Linked DNA regions of Rattus norvegicus: region 2 is linked to region 1. A link is a contact called in public Hi-C data. All regions are on one chromosome and are shown on one strand. Each heading gives the region's core, a stretch centred on a gene start, on an enhancer-like site or on the middle of the called end of the contact. The rest is flanking DNA. Distances are from core to core; before and after follow the strand shown. Region 1 overlaps LOC134482538 (a long non-coding RNA gene). Region 2 overlaps Irs2 (insulin receptor substrate 2).

Region 1 (7,300 bases), core at 1,985-4,484:
CCACATTTGGGGAATACTTCAGCCAGACTGTAGCAATGCCTTCAGGGAGCAGGAAACAGCCTGACCTCTGGAGCTGCAAGGAACTGGGGTTCATGGGTCAAGTCCCCAGGCCCACTCTTGCTAGGGAAACAGGAATAGGAGCTCCTGAACACAGGATGCCCAGACCATCACCCACTGGAAACCTCCCTGAAGTTGGTGACCCTTATTTGTCCTTCTCAGAGTGTGAACCAGTGCCTCAGAGGGTGACCAGGTGCCTCAGAGGGTGACCAGATGCCTCAGAGCCTCCCATGCCCTTTCAGCATGCCCTACATCCCTGGGTCCCGACCATCTTTTTAACAGTGCCTAAGACATGACAGTTGCTACCACCCCCAAAGTCTCAGCCCCCCAGTACATATTGTTTTAAATTAATCTTGCCCAATGAGATGAAAATGATATGAATGGGAAGTCCACACAGAGGACCCTTGAGCCCCCAGAACTTGGGACCTTGATATCGCTCAGGCCTGTGTGATTAGCCCCTGCTGTCATCTGGGGTATCTCTGTTCTTTGATGTGACATTTTAAACTACAGGACAGGATCCCCAGGGTAGAAAGTGTATGCAATATTGTCTGCCACCCTCTCGGGACAAGGGGCAGGAAGGATACAGAATACCATCCACTCTCCTCAAGACACAGCCTGTGTGGCATTTATTCTCAGGACACCAGCCAAGAGTGGCTGGCAGTAACTGGTGCAAAGTAACCGTGTGTAGAAGAGTCTCCCTCATGTGACATAAGAGGCAGAGGTATGAGTCATCTGAGCTCAAGGCCCATATTCAGCTTGGGGACACTCTCTGCTCCTTTTTTAAGACCTAACCTTTCAGTCCTTGAGGTTCTGTACTTGGTCTCTTCATTTAGCAAGTAGTATATCCAGTATGTCACACAGCTGCACAAATCTCCAGGGACTGTGGCACATGGGGTCTCCTTTATCCTGGAAAATAGACATGTCAACTGTTTCTCCAGAACAAGCGAGTCTTGGAACAAGTCTTGTTAGCTAACAGTAGGCTCTCACTCCAGGAGTTTTTCTCACGAGCTGGAGCCTCATGGTCATGACCATAGTTCAGAGGTGTAGGAATGAGGTTCGAAACCAGCTTTGGTGGCTTCTCTGAGGGCTTTGAAAAAGTCCCAGGAACCCAGGCCTTTCTGCTGCTTGTCCGCACGGTCTTGCATTCTGCAAGGCTGTGGATGTGTAGGGCCCAGTAAGGAGCAGCCAGGATTCTTACCTTGCTGTGTGTTGAGCAGCATGGCGAGAGTCTGTGAGGACCTGTGGTGGGTACTGAGCTGGATGCCGATACAGAAGACAGGTCCTCCTCAGGTTCAAGGGGACAGATGGCAGGTCTATGGCAGGGAGAGCCTGTTTGCTAATGTGGTGAGGGTGGTGGGTGACAGAGCTGGGATTCTTGACTCACTCTGTCTTAGGAGCTGCTTTAAACTTCTGGGACAGTTTATCAATTCCCTGTTAGCTCCTCTCTTTCCTTCCCCATGCACAGAGGTGACATGGGGCACTAAGAATTGGCATTTCATGTTTTCATCAGTCAAGGACTTACTGCTTTGTCACAAGGTTTGGGGACCCTTCTCCTCTCCTCACAAGTATTCCCAGAAGCAACAGGGCCCACAGATGAAGGCAGTGACGATGCCACACTCCCTGTGAAGTGATTATTCAGGGGAGAGAAGTGAAGGCTGGAGGGGACAGGTGGCAGTTTTGCTCACGGCCCCCAGGCTGTGGCAGGGTGAGCTCCAGGGGTCTAACTGCAGGTAGAGCTGGGATTTTTCTGGGTTCTCTTTTGTGTTTGGGAGAGCCCTTCAGCATGAGCAGTGAAAGAGTGTACCCCAAAAGCACATGCTGATGCTGGGGGGCTGGCTTTTACATTTCAGTCCAAGGAGCCTAATGGGGTTGCTGACCTCATCCTTGAGACTTGAAGGCCATAGGCCAGCCAGAAGGCCTCCGAGGTTAGGCCAGGTCTAGGCCCAGGAACCAGGAAAGATTTGACAAGAGGAGAGAGAGCTTCCTGGTGGAACTACAGAACCAACAGTAGAACAACCAGTCTGCGAGAGAATGGTGCGTCCTACCCAAACCCATCTTCAGAGTCTTGCTATAATCTAGAAGAAATACCGAGTCTGTGGGCTTGAGTCTGAGTTGATCTTAAGGTAGGGCTCACGGGCCTGAGCAGCAGATGGAGCAGAGGCAAGGACTCCCCCCGGACTGCACTTCCAATGAGCTTGGGACCAGCAGTGGATGGTGGGAGGATAGCTCAGCCTGAGGTTTACGTCTTCACAGCTATCGTTTACTCAGAGAAAATTGAACGGTATTTAGTAACAGACTTCGGGAGCACAAAAACCTCTCAGCCTCACAAAGGAAGCCCTGCTAGGTGAATTACACCACCAAAATGGCGTGTTCAAGTCCTACCCCAGAAGCCTATGGACAGCAGCTTAGCCGGCTCCTCACAGGGACTCCCGTTTCTGCAGCTATGACAACTTAGAACAAGACAAGATTTTGAGGGCCTAGCCAGAGCCAGGATCCATGTAAAGAGAGGGTGGTGTGGGCACACAAACGGAAAGAGTAACATGGATCACGGGGCTAGGACTGGAGTGCCACAACTGGATCCAAAACTGCTAGAAGCAGGAGAGACCTTCCTACGAGCTGCGGGATCACTCAGCCTGCACACATCAACATGCAGAACTAGAAGGGAAGAGACTCCGGTGGTTCTGAGCCCTGAGGACTCTGAGACGGTGAATATATAACCTTCACTTTCTGGGTGAGCGCAGTGAGATCAGAACTGGACACTCGGGGTTGGGGATTTAGCTCAATGGTAGAGCGCTTGCCTAGCAAGCACAAGGCCCTGGGTTCGGTCCCCAGCTCCGAAAAAAAGAACAACAACAAAAAAAAAAGAACTGGACACTCAGCAGGGAGGTGGGAAGCGGCCAGAGGCCAAGCCTCACTCTGTCCGGCTTCCCAGAGATTCCGCTCACATGCCCCTCTTTGAGGTCCTCTACGCCCTGCGATGGGAATCACTTCTGCAGGACCCGCCCACAGACCTCCAAGGAGCAGCTGGGAGAAGAGGCACCGGAGGCTCCCAGGCTGCTGAGCCTTCGGTCACATGCTGCTGGCAGCCGCGGGCTCACGTGGGTGCCAAGTGCTCCATTGAGCCGTTGGCATGCCTGGCATCCTGGTTGCTCTCTGTGGACGCGGGTGAGTCACAGAGAGAGCGTCATTAACTGCTCGCGTCAGGGCCACACCAAGGCATCAGACCCAGGACACAGGAGCCCCTAATATAGACACATGCAAGTAGTTCTTGTCAGCAGCTCAAGCCCGGGGATCACCCTGGGAAGTCATGTGCGCTCCCTTGTCACCCACCCAGTGTGCCAAGGTGTCCTTTACAGGACACCACAGAAACCAAAACTGGCGCTGTGGCAGGGAGCCCAGGGCTGTCCTTTCCTACAACTGTAGCCAAAGAACACGGGTGGGGGTGAAGAGGCAGAGGCAGGGACTGGCACTGAGGGGTGGGGGATGTGGGAGCTGGTGCTCGTGTGTGTGTGTGTGTGTGTGTGTGTGTGTGTGTGTGTGTGTGTGTGCGCGCGCGCGCGCGCGCGCGCGCGTGTTTATGGGTGGATCCAGGTAATGGCTGCTCGACAGGAACCACAAGGAAAGCAGGAATGGGCCAACCAGGAGATGACCTGACCTTTCTGTTCAGGTTCAGGGCTGGTACCCTGGGAAAGGAGAGTGTCTCAGGCTGAGCCACTTTGTGTGGAGTGTGCTGCCCCCTAGGGGACAAACAGCCAGGGCGCTTAGGAACTAGAAATGAACCCCAGTTGCCCTTGGGTGATTTGAGGCTCTAGGCTTCAACCAGGAAGGGTAAATGGGGTGCGGTGCAGAGGATGCAGTTCTGTGGGGAGATTGGGGTACAGCAGTAGCATGTAGGGTACAGGAAAAGGGGATGGGGTGTAAGGACAGAAAGAGCACAGGAAGGGGAATGGGGTGCGGGAGGAAGGATCGGGTGCATAGAGGATGGGGTTCAGGGAGGATGAAGGACAGGGAGATTATGCAATGGGGAGATTATGGGATGCTGGGGATAACTGGGTTCAGTGGACGATGGGGTACAAGGAAGAGGATGGGGTGCGGGCTGGAGGCAGTTTCTGGGCCGCGATGGAAAGAGGCAATAGTACCTTGACTCTGCCCACAATAGATGACCTTTTGTGCCGTCCAACCCAAACTACCACTGACTGGACCCTGTAACTCTAGGTGCTTTGTGGCTCTGCATGCTAAAGAGACTTGGGTGGTCTGACCCCTGATCTCTGTGAACTTCATGGGAGATGGGGGATGGATTTACCTGTTCTGCATCATAAGTGGTCTTGAAAAACAGAACACTTGTCACATTGAAGGTAAATTTCCTTTTGTGGCATTTCCTCAAGTGGTAAGGCTATAACTACTGGGTCAGGTGTGGCTCTTGACCTGCCAAGAAGAGCAGCCACTCTGGGGCTGCCAGGGGCTAAGAAATAGCTTTTCCATCAGGGCTCCCAGAAGGAATCGTCCTTTGATAATGACTGGCTCAACCTAGTGAGACCCATGCCAAACGCCTGACCTCCAGAAAAGGGACGAGTCTCACTAGTAAGGTAGCAGTCACTTGTGGCTCATTATTGCAAAAAGGTACCAAGGGAGAACGTCTTCATTCCACACTTCTGGGAGTGAAGAGGCTTGTAGACAGGAGGGAGACACGGGGAAAGACAGACAGACCAACCATAGGTGCCAGCCTAAGTTATCAGTAATCACAGAGGTGTGCCAAATTAAACTCCTCCCAGCTTATCTCCTCTTGACTGCAGCACGTGCCTGCAGTCTTGCGTCCAATTAGCCAGTGATCCCTTGTTTAGATATTCTTGGGGAGGAAAGGGTTTATTCCCCTCTTATAATTGTAGTTCATTATAGAGGGAAGCCAGGGCAGGAACTCAAGGCAAGAAGTGAAGCCTTAGAGAAATGCTGCTCATTGGCTGGCTCTCCATAGCCTGCTCAGCCTGCTTTTAAAAAAAAAAAAAATGCAACCCATTACTATCAGCCCAGGGTCAGCGCTTACCCACAGCGAGCTGGGCTCTCCCACTTGAATCATTAATTAATAGATCGCCCCACAGGCGATCTGATGGGGGCGTTTTATCAATTGATGTTGACATGATGACTTTCAAGATGACCCCAGCTTGTGGCCAACTGACAGAAAACTGACCTGCACAAGTGAATTACAAAAACTAAAGGGCAGAGGAGGGCGCTCATTAGGAACGGAAGGAGTGTAAGAGGAGTGAACACGTTTAAGTATTTCGCGAATGTATCTAAAGTTATTTGAAAAGCAATTTTTAAAAAGGAAAACAGACAAACAAGAAGAGGAAAACAGAGGCGATTCTCTACAGGGTGGAGTTTGGAGACCTCCAGGTTAATGAAGTTGATGAAGACCTGAGTACCTTTACGTGGTTTTTCCTTTGAGCATCCCTACACTCTTTCTGGGAAGAAGAAACTAGGCATGACAAAAGCTGAGAGACCCAGAAGTATTCATGTCAGCCATCTTTATGGCGTAAGATAAACACACCCCAGAATGCTCCAACCTTTCACTACGTCTCCATTCCCCGAGCGAGGCGTATCCAGCAACACATCTGCCATCTTTCTTTCCTGAACTAGGACCTTGAAGTGAGCATGCTCAATACTGCGCATCTCAAACTGCGCATGCTCAGGACTGTGCCTGCCGCACACTGTTCTCCTAGACGAGTTGTGTCCGCTCCGGAAGTTTCCAGTATTCCATTGTTGGGAAGGAGACTGATTTGGCAATGACTCCATTCCTCTCTTTCCTTGCTGGAGCCAGGGAGAGGGGAATGAATCCTCTCGCCATAACTTCTTGTATAAGCTTGGTTTGGCTTTGCCCTCACCAAGAGGAACACTGTCGGTTTAGTTATAAATGCAGCACGCCCCCCGCACACATTTTGTGCAAACTTTTCTCCAGAAATAGCGAGAGGAAAGAATAAAAGCATGCGATTTTTATCTCCTTTTATGTGCATTCAAAAATACCAGGAGCCCATGAACAATTAATCAGATATTTCCTGGGGCCGCGGGGAAGAAGCTTGTGGAGGAGGTGGGTAAATATGGAAGAGGAGCGTGCTTTCACAATGTGCCTTTTTGATGTATTTTTGAACCCTGTGAATATGTTACCTATTCAAAAAATTATTAATTTTTTTTTTAAAAAAATAACAGGTTAAACAAGTTTCTCCAGACCAGACCCGGAGGATTCCAGACCTTGAGCTGACACGCTCTGAGATAGGCCTCTGCTGATTTCTCCGCTGCCCCATTCCTGCCCTTTGGATGCACCATAGCGAAAGAAGTGTGGGCGGTAGAAGCTGGTGTCCATGGAGTGTGCGTCAGAACCACTCTGTGCTGTCCCACACGCCACTGCTCCGCTGTCATACCCACTCCCCGAAGGAACCGCATTGGCACAGAGATGGAGTGAACCTGGGTTGAGATAAGAGTCAACCAGGCAGGGGACTGGGCTCACTAAACGGCATCTTAACCTCCTAAGGCTGCCATAGCAACAAGTCAGGGTTTCCTCCAGAAATCTATTCTTTACTGTCTGAGGACTGGAAGCATCAGCAGAAATGTACCCAGTCTTGGAAAGGCGTCCCCCTCTCTTGCTTCATCCGGTTTCTCAGTGCTGCAGGACCCTCTTATCCAGTCCTTCTGAATTATAGGAGGTGATTCTCAGGAGGAAACTTCATCTTCACAGCTCTCTGTGCACGTCTGGCTTCACACGACGTCTCTTCCCATAGACATCAATACTGTTGGATTCAGAGCCCACCCGGTTCTATCACGAAATCTGTTTAACTCTATCTGCAATGACCCTGTTTCCAGATAAGGTCACTGGCCTGGTTCGTTTTTGTTGCTGTGGGGAAAAAAATACAAAAAAAAAAACAACAACAACAACAAAAAACAAAACAAAAAAAACTGAAAAGAAAGCAAGCAATGAAAAAAGAAGAGGGGGAGGATTTAGTTTATAGTTACAGTTCTGGGTTCCAGTCCATCCCTTCCATTGTAGGGAAGTTCAGACAACAGGGATGTGAGAGAAGTAGTCAGATTCATGGCCAAGAGCAGGAGGAATAAACACATGTGCATCTGATGTGTGCACTGTCCACACAGTCTGGGACTCTCCACGTAGAGAATGATGTCACCCCCGGTGTGCCGACCCTTCCCACGGCAGTTAGCAATCAAGACAATTCCTCACAGGCATGTGCACAAGCTAGTCAGA
Region 2 (7,300 bases), core at 2,038-4,537, 180 kb before region 1:
TTGGAGCAGAAAAGAGAAACAACCTCCAAATGGGAACGAAAATCTGAAGGTGGTCTGATACTCAGGGAGGAGAATACCTCCATCTCACAGATGGTAGTGTACAGCAGAGGCCAGCCGTCTCTCTGCCAGTAAAGTTTTACCGGGCCACAGCCACTGTCACTCTCATAGCACAGCTGTTTCCACCTCAAGCACAGTTGGGTAGCTATGGTAACCAAGCAGGAACCTTCACTGTCCAATCTTTCACAGAACCAGTCTGCCAACCCTTCAAGGCAGATGAGCCCACCGACATTTAACAAGGAGCCCAGGAGAAGATGGGAGCAGGTTTGTCAGAACAGCACCACACATTTTCCACCTGCGTGTTGCACCTGAGACTAACTGATACCCTTGGAAATTATCTGCAAGCTTACGCACTTCAGAAATGCAATACTGTCTGCTAAAGGCCACGCTATCCTCTTACAGACCCCGCGAGTCATAAGACTCACTGTGAAGCCAGCACTCTTTAGAACGATCCTCTGGCTTCTTAATGCACAGCACAGCTCAGAATCCATCTGATCACTACTAAATGCAAGCTTTGCTGATACTCAGCTTCACAAAGAGAAACTGATATGCACCACACCTGCAATTCGTAATCAGCCCAAATCTTTCTTGGGTCATTTGAAAATGTGACTTCAAGGGCTTCCCTTCTACCCTGATAGGTATAGTTGGTACAAGAACTAGCATTAAAATTACACATATCCTCTAAGAAGCCCAATTCTTTACTCGGGTTGAGCACATTTTTTGTATGATGACTTATACACTGGTGTAAAGAACTATGTTTTATGTTCACTATAAAAATGCCTACAACTTTAGTTATAAAAACTTCTATTTTTTTCTTGTCCAATTATGGGAGCATAGAATAAATATCCTGAGCAGATTCACGTGTTTCCCTTCAGCTGATAGCCAATCTGCTTGGGAGCTGCGATGGCTAATACTGATTATCAACTTGCTAAGATCTATATTCAATCACCCAGAGGACAGACCTCTGGTTAACAGAGCTGGGAAGACGCATCAGCCTTCTGTGGGTGACACCATCCTGTAGGCTAGAGTCTTGGACTGAGTAAAACACAAGGGAAGTTGAGCTGAGGCACACTGTTCATCTCTTTCTGTTTCCTTTTTGAGGATACAATGTTACCTTCTGTCTCAGCTCCTGCTGCCATGCCTTCCCACCATGATAGAAGCTGAGGCACACTGTTCATCTCTTTCTGTTTCCTTTTTGAGGATACATTGTTACCTTCTGTGTCAGCTCCTGCTGCCATGCCTTCCCACCATGATAGAAGCTGAGGCACACTGTTCATCTCTTTCTGTTTCCTTTTTGAGGATACAATGTTACCTTCTGTCTCAGCATCTGCTGCTATGCCTTCCCACCATGATGGACTGTACTCTCAAACTTGGGAGTCAAAATAAACCCTACTGATTTGCTTTTGTCAGATGTTTCGTCATAGCAACAAGGAACTTAAAATGGAGAGCTCAGCAGGCAGGGCCTCTGCCCCGGCTTGCACCCATGAGCCACCTCTCACACTGCCACTCCCTGGGGGGCATAGAAGTCATTCTCTGCAACTGTTCCTGCACCCTGAAACCTACACAGCTTTCCATGCTTCAGAGAGATGCATGTGTGGAAGGTGTGATGACTCAATGCCGTCAGTCAGACACAGGACCATGGCCACCATCAACCAGGTAGTTTCTCAGCTAGGTCAATTCCACCCACTCCCGAAGGCAGGTATCTCCCCACCTCATCCACACCCTCAGAAGTATCACAGTGAAACCATCAAAGGAGTTTCTGTATAGAAACCATAATGTCTATAAACAAAACATACATGAATATTGATTTTTACATCAAAAGCACATGCTTGGGGCATGACTCACACTCTGTGGTCGGACTCCTTCACCTTTCTGAGTATATTCAGTCATGCAGGCAGGCAGCCACACGCCATGTTTTGAACTACAAAGACTTCTCCGGACCTGCTCACCTGAGCTGCTGAGGAAGGCTCCTCAGGCTGTTTGGGGAGTCACAGCAGTAGGATATACAGTACCTGCTGTCACTGCCTCTTCCCCTCCTAAGGTGCATCAGGAACAACAATGCTAACACCTATGATTTCTAGCAGCAGAGGGACCACTAGGAGGCAAGCAAAACCACAGGTAAACAAGTCCTAGCAAAAAGAGAACCCACCCAGCTGAAATCTGAGAAGGTACTGCCGAAGTAGGGGAATTCGAGTTGGAGGTTACTCGAGACCACTGAAAGCCAGAAGCCTGCATAAGCCCCCGCTCCACTCAAACAAGGGCAGGACAGAACCAAGCCAAAGCATACAGTAAGTATACCACAATGTGGCACAGCATTCAGCCACCACAGGGCTGCTCCAGCGCCTAGTTGAGTCAAATACACATGATCCACACGGACTTGGGCAGTACAGGCGCACCTTACAGGTGACTAAAGCACTCGAGTCCATATGTACTACATGTCCAGAAAGACTACTTCAGTTCAAGCAGGACCTCTACTAGCCACCCACACTAGAGCACTCAGGTCCAAGGCTCCTGGGTAGGGGTAAGGACCAAGGCTTGTGATAGAGGATGAAAGGCTAGGCTGAGGACAGTAAGACAAAGCAACCTTCCCAGTCCTCCCAATCCCCTTGGATAGCTAGACCCAAAGCAAGGACATGTCACCTGCTCTTGTCATTCAGGCCCAGAAGCCAGAGACCTGTAGGTCAATCAGGAAGCCAGCAGACATCCTGTGAAATTCTGTCTTCTCCCAAGCCCTCTGCAGCAGCTGGGAGGGGCATGGGAGGACACCCAGCAGCAACTGGGCATGTCCACTCAGGATGAAGGTCTGCAGAGAAAGGGTCCCCATCTCATGGTCAGAGGACAATAAACTATGAAAGGCTGGAAGAGAGATAGAGGCAGAGACTAAGGCACTCTCTTTCAAGGGAGTGTCTTCAGAACCTCATCTTAGGAGACTATCTGGCTATGATGAATTGTTCATGTTTACGCATGTGAGTCGTGGTCTACATGAATGTTGGGAAATAACTTCGCCTCAATTTCCCTTCAAGCCGTGCTTTGACTTCTGGAAGGAGTAAGAGCTGTGGAAGTGAGACACGGAAGGGTGAATCTCACTCCTAGCTTGTCAAAACGGACAGTTCTCTAAGGCATTGCCTCTGTAGTAACTTGTTAAAATGTGACTTAGCAGAGGGAGGCTGAACTGGCTCCAGACACCAGCGAGCTTTTAAAGCTATGCATGCTGTTGGCTGGAGACATGTGTCATGTGTTCTGCACACTGACAGACCGTGCACTCACACTGGCCATCCTCGGCCTCATCCCTGCACTCATGGGAAGCCACTTCCCCACGCAAGCCAGATCTCCACACCTGGAACAGAATCCGAAGTGGCCATTATACCCTCCTTTCCAGGTGTTGCTAAGGACTGAGGCCTAGGAGTCCACCATACCTGCTCAGTACTACATAGTCCTACTTAGACCATTTCTCCCCCTGTCACACAAAAACCAGCGTCTCAGCTGGGATCTCTAATCCACGCCATGGCAGATCCTGCTTAATGTTCCCAGTCTCCAAACCATCATTTGCAAGGTTTTATATTTTAGTGGAGTCATCTCAGTCTATTTCTAAGACCTTTCATCCACTGCCCATACCCATCTGCCAGGGGGAGCTGAGATCCTGAACATGGCAGAAGGTAGGGCAGTAGCAACTCCAGGGGAAGGAGGGAAGAGGTGCCCCTGCTTCTCTCACAACTAGGAAGGCAGAGGACAGCAGGGTCACAGCAGTGACAAGTGGCTTCCTGGAATGCACTCAATCGCAGGGAGGCCCACGCCTTGCTCGGGGAATCCACACACACCATACTTAGAAAGGACTTCCATGTGATAGCAAGAGGTCCTTCCCAGCACACCAGAACGCGGGGTCCCTAGGTTTTACAACTAACTTTTTAATTAAATACATCTAGCGGTACTCTGGTAAAAAACATTGCCTTCTCATACAAGCCCACAAAGTAACTAAAAAGAGGGCAAAAGCCCGATATATTAGCCTTCCTCCTGCCCCTGTGTGTGTGTGTGTGTGTGTGTGTGTGTGTGTGTGTGTGTCTGTGTGTCTGTGTGTGTGTGTGTCTGTGTGTGTGTGTGTATATGTATGTGTGTCTGTGTGAGTGTGTGTGTCTCTGTGTGTGTGTATGTATGTGTGTCTGTGTGTGTGTGTCTGTGTGTGTGTCTGTGTGTGAGTATGTGTGTGTATATATGTATGTGTGTCTGTGTGTGTGTCTGTGTGTGAGTGTGTGTGTGTATATGTATGTGTGTCTGTGTGTGTGTGTCTGTGTGTGTGTGTGTATATGTATGTGTGTCTGTGAGTGTGTGTGTCTCTGTGTGTGTATGTATGTGTGTCTGTGTGTGTGTGTCTGTGTGTGTGTCTGTGTGTGAGTATGTGTGTGTATATATGTATGTGTGTCTGTGTGTGTGTCTGTGTGTGAGTGTGTGTGTGTATATGTATGTGTGTCTGTGTGGTGTGTGTATGTGTGTGTCTGTGTGTGTGGTTGTGTGTCTGTGTGTGTCTGTGTGTGTCTGTGTGTGTATATGTATGTGTGTCTGTGTGTGTATATGTGTGTGTGTCTGTGTGTGTCTGTGTGTCTGTGTGTGAGTGTGTGTGTATATGTGTGTGTCTGTGTGTGTGTATATGTGTGTGTGTGTCTGTGTGTGTGTGAGTGTGTATGTGTGTGTGTGTCTGTGTGTGTGGTGTGTGTGTCTGTGTGTGTATGTGTGTCTGTGTGTGAGTGTGTGTGTATATGTATGTGTGTGTCTATATGTGTGTGTGTCTGTGTGTGTGTATATGTGTGTGTGTCTGTGTGTGTGAGTGTGTATGTGTGTGTGTGTCTGTGTGTGTGGTGTGTGTGTCTGTGTGTGTATGTGTGTCTGTGTGTGAGTGTGTGTGTGTATATGTATGTGTGTGTATGTGTGTGTGTCTCTGTGTGTGTGTGTGTGTGTGTGTGTGTGTGTGTGTGTGTGTGTAGTCTCAGAGGCCACTTGATTCTGCCTAATCTATCTCATCCTCCTCCAAAGCTGAAGGCACAGAGATAAGTTGCTGTTCTAGACTCAGTCACTTTTGATTCCAGGAACAGCAGAGCCTCCCAAGGCAGCCCCCACCCCCATGAAGACAATCACCTCTGAACACTAGGGCAGGCCCATCCTGCAGAAGCCAGCTGTCCCCTCAAGCAAGAAGCACTGTGGACCACCCTGAAGACCCAGAACTGAGGTGAGAATGAAGGGAACCACACCTCACCAGGGGCCGCTCAATTACACAGCACCCTCGTCCTTCCAAATCCTTCCTCTCTCTAAACCCAAGTCAGTGCCCCAAGATGGACCTGTGGCTCCAAGAAGCACCTATCCATTCTCCCTCTCAATGCTTTGAGGACATGGCCTCCATTTGCTTCTTCTGTGACAGACTCCATGTCAGGAGTGGCCCGTTAGGGCACTCAGAGTTCACTCTTCCATTCTGGAATATTCCATTTCTAGACTGCCCAACAGTGGCAAGATGGTGAACTTTGAACCCAGCTCTCTCCTGAACCCGGAGAAGCTGCCTTGGTTTAGTTTGACTGGAAGTCTTTCTCTCCATCAGCCTGCTGTGGGCACTTGTTCATGATGGCAGGCTATGGTTTTTAACTGTGAGCATCTAATGAACTCTTGGTGTGTCTGCCTAAATATACTTTTATAATCACGCTACTCTAAAAGGGGCAGCTCGTGGCCAGTTCAACTTGAATGAAACCCATTTGTCATCATGTGAAAATCCAGCTAAATAACCTTGCTCACAATGTTTTTAAGGACCTTAAGAACAATAAGACACTGTGGGATACTGGGTCCTAGGAAGATAACCACCCTGCAACAGCTGACTGACTATGAACCGGTCCTGAGGCTGACTGTAAATTGGTGAATTTCCTGATCTATTCATCATTAACTGAGTTAATGACACATTTCTTTGGAAGCTGCTAACGGGTTGTGAAGGGTATGTGATATTCCATGCATAGGACAAAGACACAGGAGGTAAGAACCTTAACCCAGCCTGCGTCACAGGTCAGCAGGGCTGGCTCTGTTCTCAAAGGATGGAGGCTTCAGCAGTGCCAGGTAGCCTCAGCCGTCACGATGAACTATTCTAGAAAAAATGTCTTCCTTACAACATTCCCCACTCTCCTCTGCTTCTTGTGTGAGCGATCCTTTCAGTGGGCACTTTGCTTTTCTACTTCAAACACATCCTTTGTCTACACCCAAGCAGTTCCCTACACAGCACAACAGTGGAGGGTGGGGGTGGGGGGCTGCTGCTGCGCCCGTTCAGTTGTTCCAGTGAAGAGAGCGACCCCCAGGAAAGAGGCACATTGCTCAGATGATCACTCGACGTGTGCCAGCCTCTGGGCCACCTTCTCCAATGCTCTCCTGATGGTATTTAATAACTACTCTGCCCAAATTAAACCCGACCAGCCTGTAAACGCATTGTTGAGGAGGAATCAGTGGTTCCCAGCTCTGTGTCCTCGAAGGCACTTAGTGATTCTACCCTCACCCAGTCCTGTTCCCACACTGAGCTGAGCTGAAGGGCCTTAATGTATGTGGAGGCAAAATTTTATATCAAGTACCATCTCCTGTGCTCTTTACTAAAACTTAAAGACTGCTGAAGGCACAGAAATGTTTCACTCAAGAGACCTCAAGAGGTCCGGGGACAAGGCTGGACCCCAAGTTACCACCAGAAGATAAGTTTGAAAATCCTTGGACAAAAGGGGACTTATACAAAAAGGGAGACGGGGAGGGAGAAAGAAAAAGAAGAAAGAGGCACTTCCGTTCTTCCTCTTAACTGTCCCCATTTTACTCCGAGTATCATAAGGAGGAAAACAAGGTGGAAATTCATTGACGCACAAGCGGAACGAGAAGTACAAGGTCAGGGGAAATGTTGAGGTGGAGTCCATGCTAATAATCCAACGTAAAGAGCCTGGTTTAGGACCTAAGAGGCTAAGACTACCCCTCCTATTTTCTTAAGGACCTTGGATAGGTCACCTGGCCCCTCTGACCTGTAGACTCTTTAACTTCATCAAAACCCCAAACACCAGAGTCCTAGGCTAGAGTGATGGCTCAGCTCTGAAAAGCACTTGCTCCTCCTCTGAGAACCTGGGTTGGGTTCCCAGCACACGCAAAGCAGCTAACAATCGACCCTTTGGAAATCCAGTTCCACAGGCTCTGACTATTTCTTTTGGCCTCTGTGGTCAACAGGCACAAATATGGTTGGTGTATACACATA

The links. Hi-C and Micro-C count contacts between places; a contact is called where the count stands out from the background.
Region 2: a contact with region 1 is called in a Hi-C map of psoas muscle, with 4 times the contacts expected there. The contact joins two enhancer-like sites. A contact is called at or near these places in 7 of 12 Hi-C or Micro-C datasets (Schwann cells, hepatocytes, kidney and 4 more) and 1 of 1 datasets of contacts at active chromatin or transcription factors (oligodendrocytes).

Annotation. Positions count from the first base shown.
Region 1 is chr16:85,018,280-85,025,579 of GRCr8, reverse strand. LOC134482538 (a long non-coding RNA gene) reads right to left here. Exons shown (of 2, transcript XR_010058774.1): 2 at 6,037-7,300. Among named protein-coding and RNA genes, the nearest start is that of Col4a1, 140 kb to the right of the region's middle. Within about 2 kb of position 3,234, at least 40 of the 93 cell types and tissues checked have an H3K27ac peak or open chromatin away from gene starts, as enhancers often do. A contact at or near this core is called in Schwann cells, where this site is marked.
Region 2 is chr16:85,200,043-85,207,342 of GRCr8, reverse strand. All of the region lies in intron 1 of Irs2 (insulin receptor substrate 2), which reads right to left. Among named protein-coding and RNA genes, the nearest start is that of Irs2, 13 kb to the right of the region's middle. Within about 2 kb of position 3,287, at least 3 of the 93 cell types and tissues checked have an H3K27ac peak or open chromatin away from gene starts, as enhancers often do. A contact at or near this core is called in Schwann cells, where this site is marked.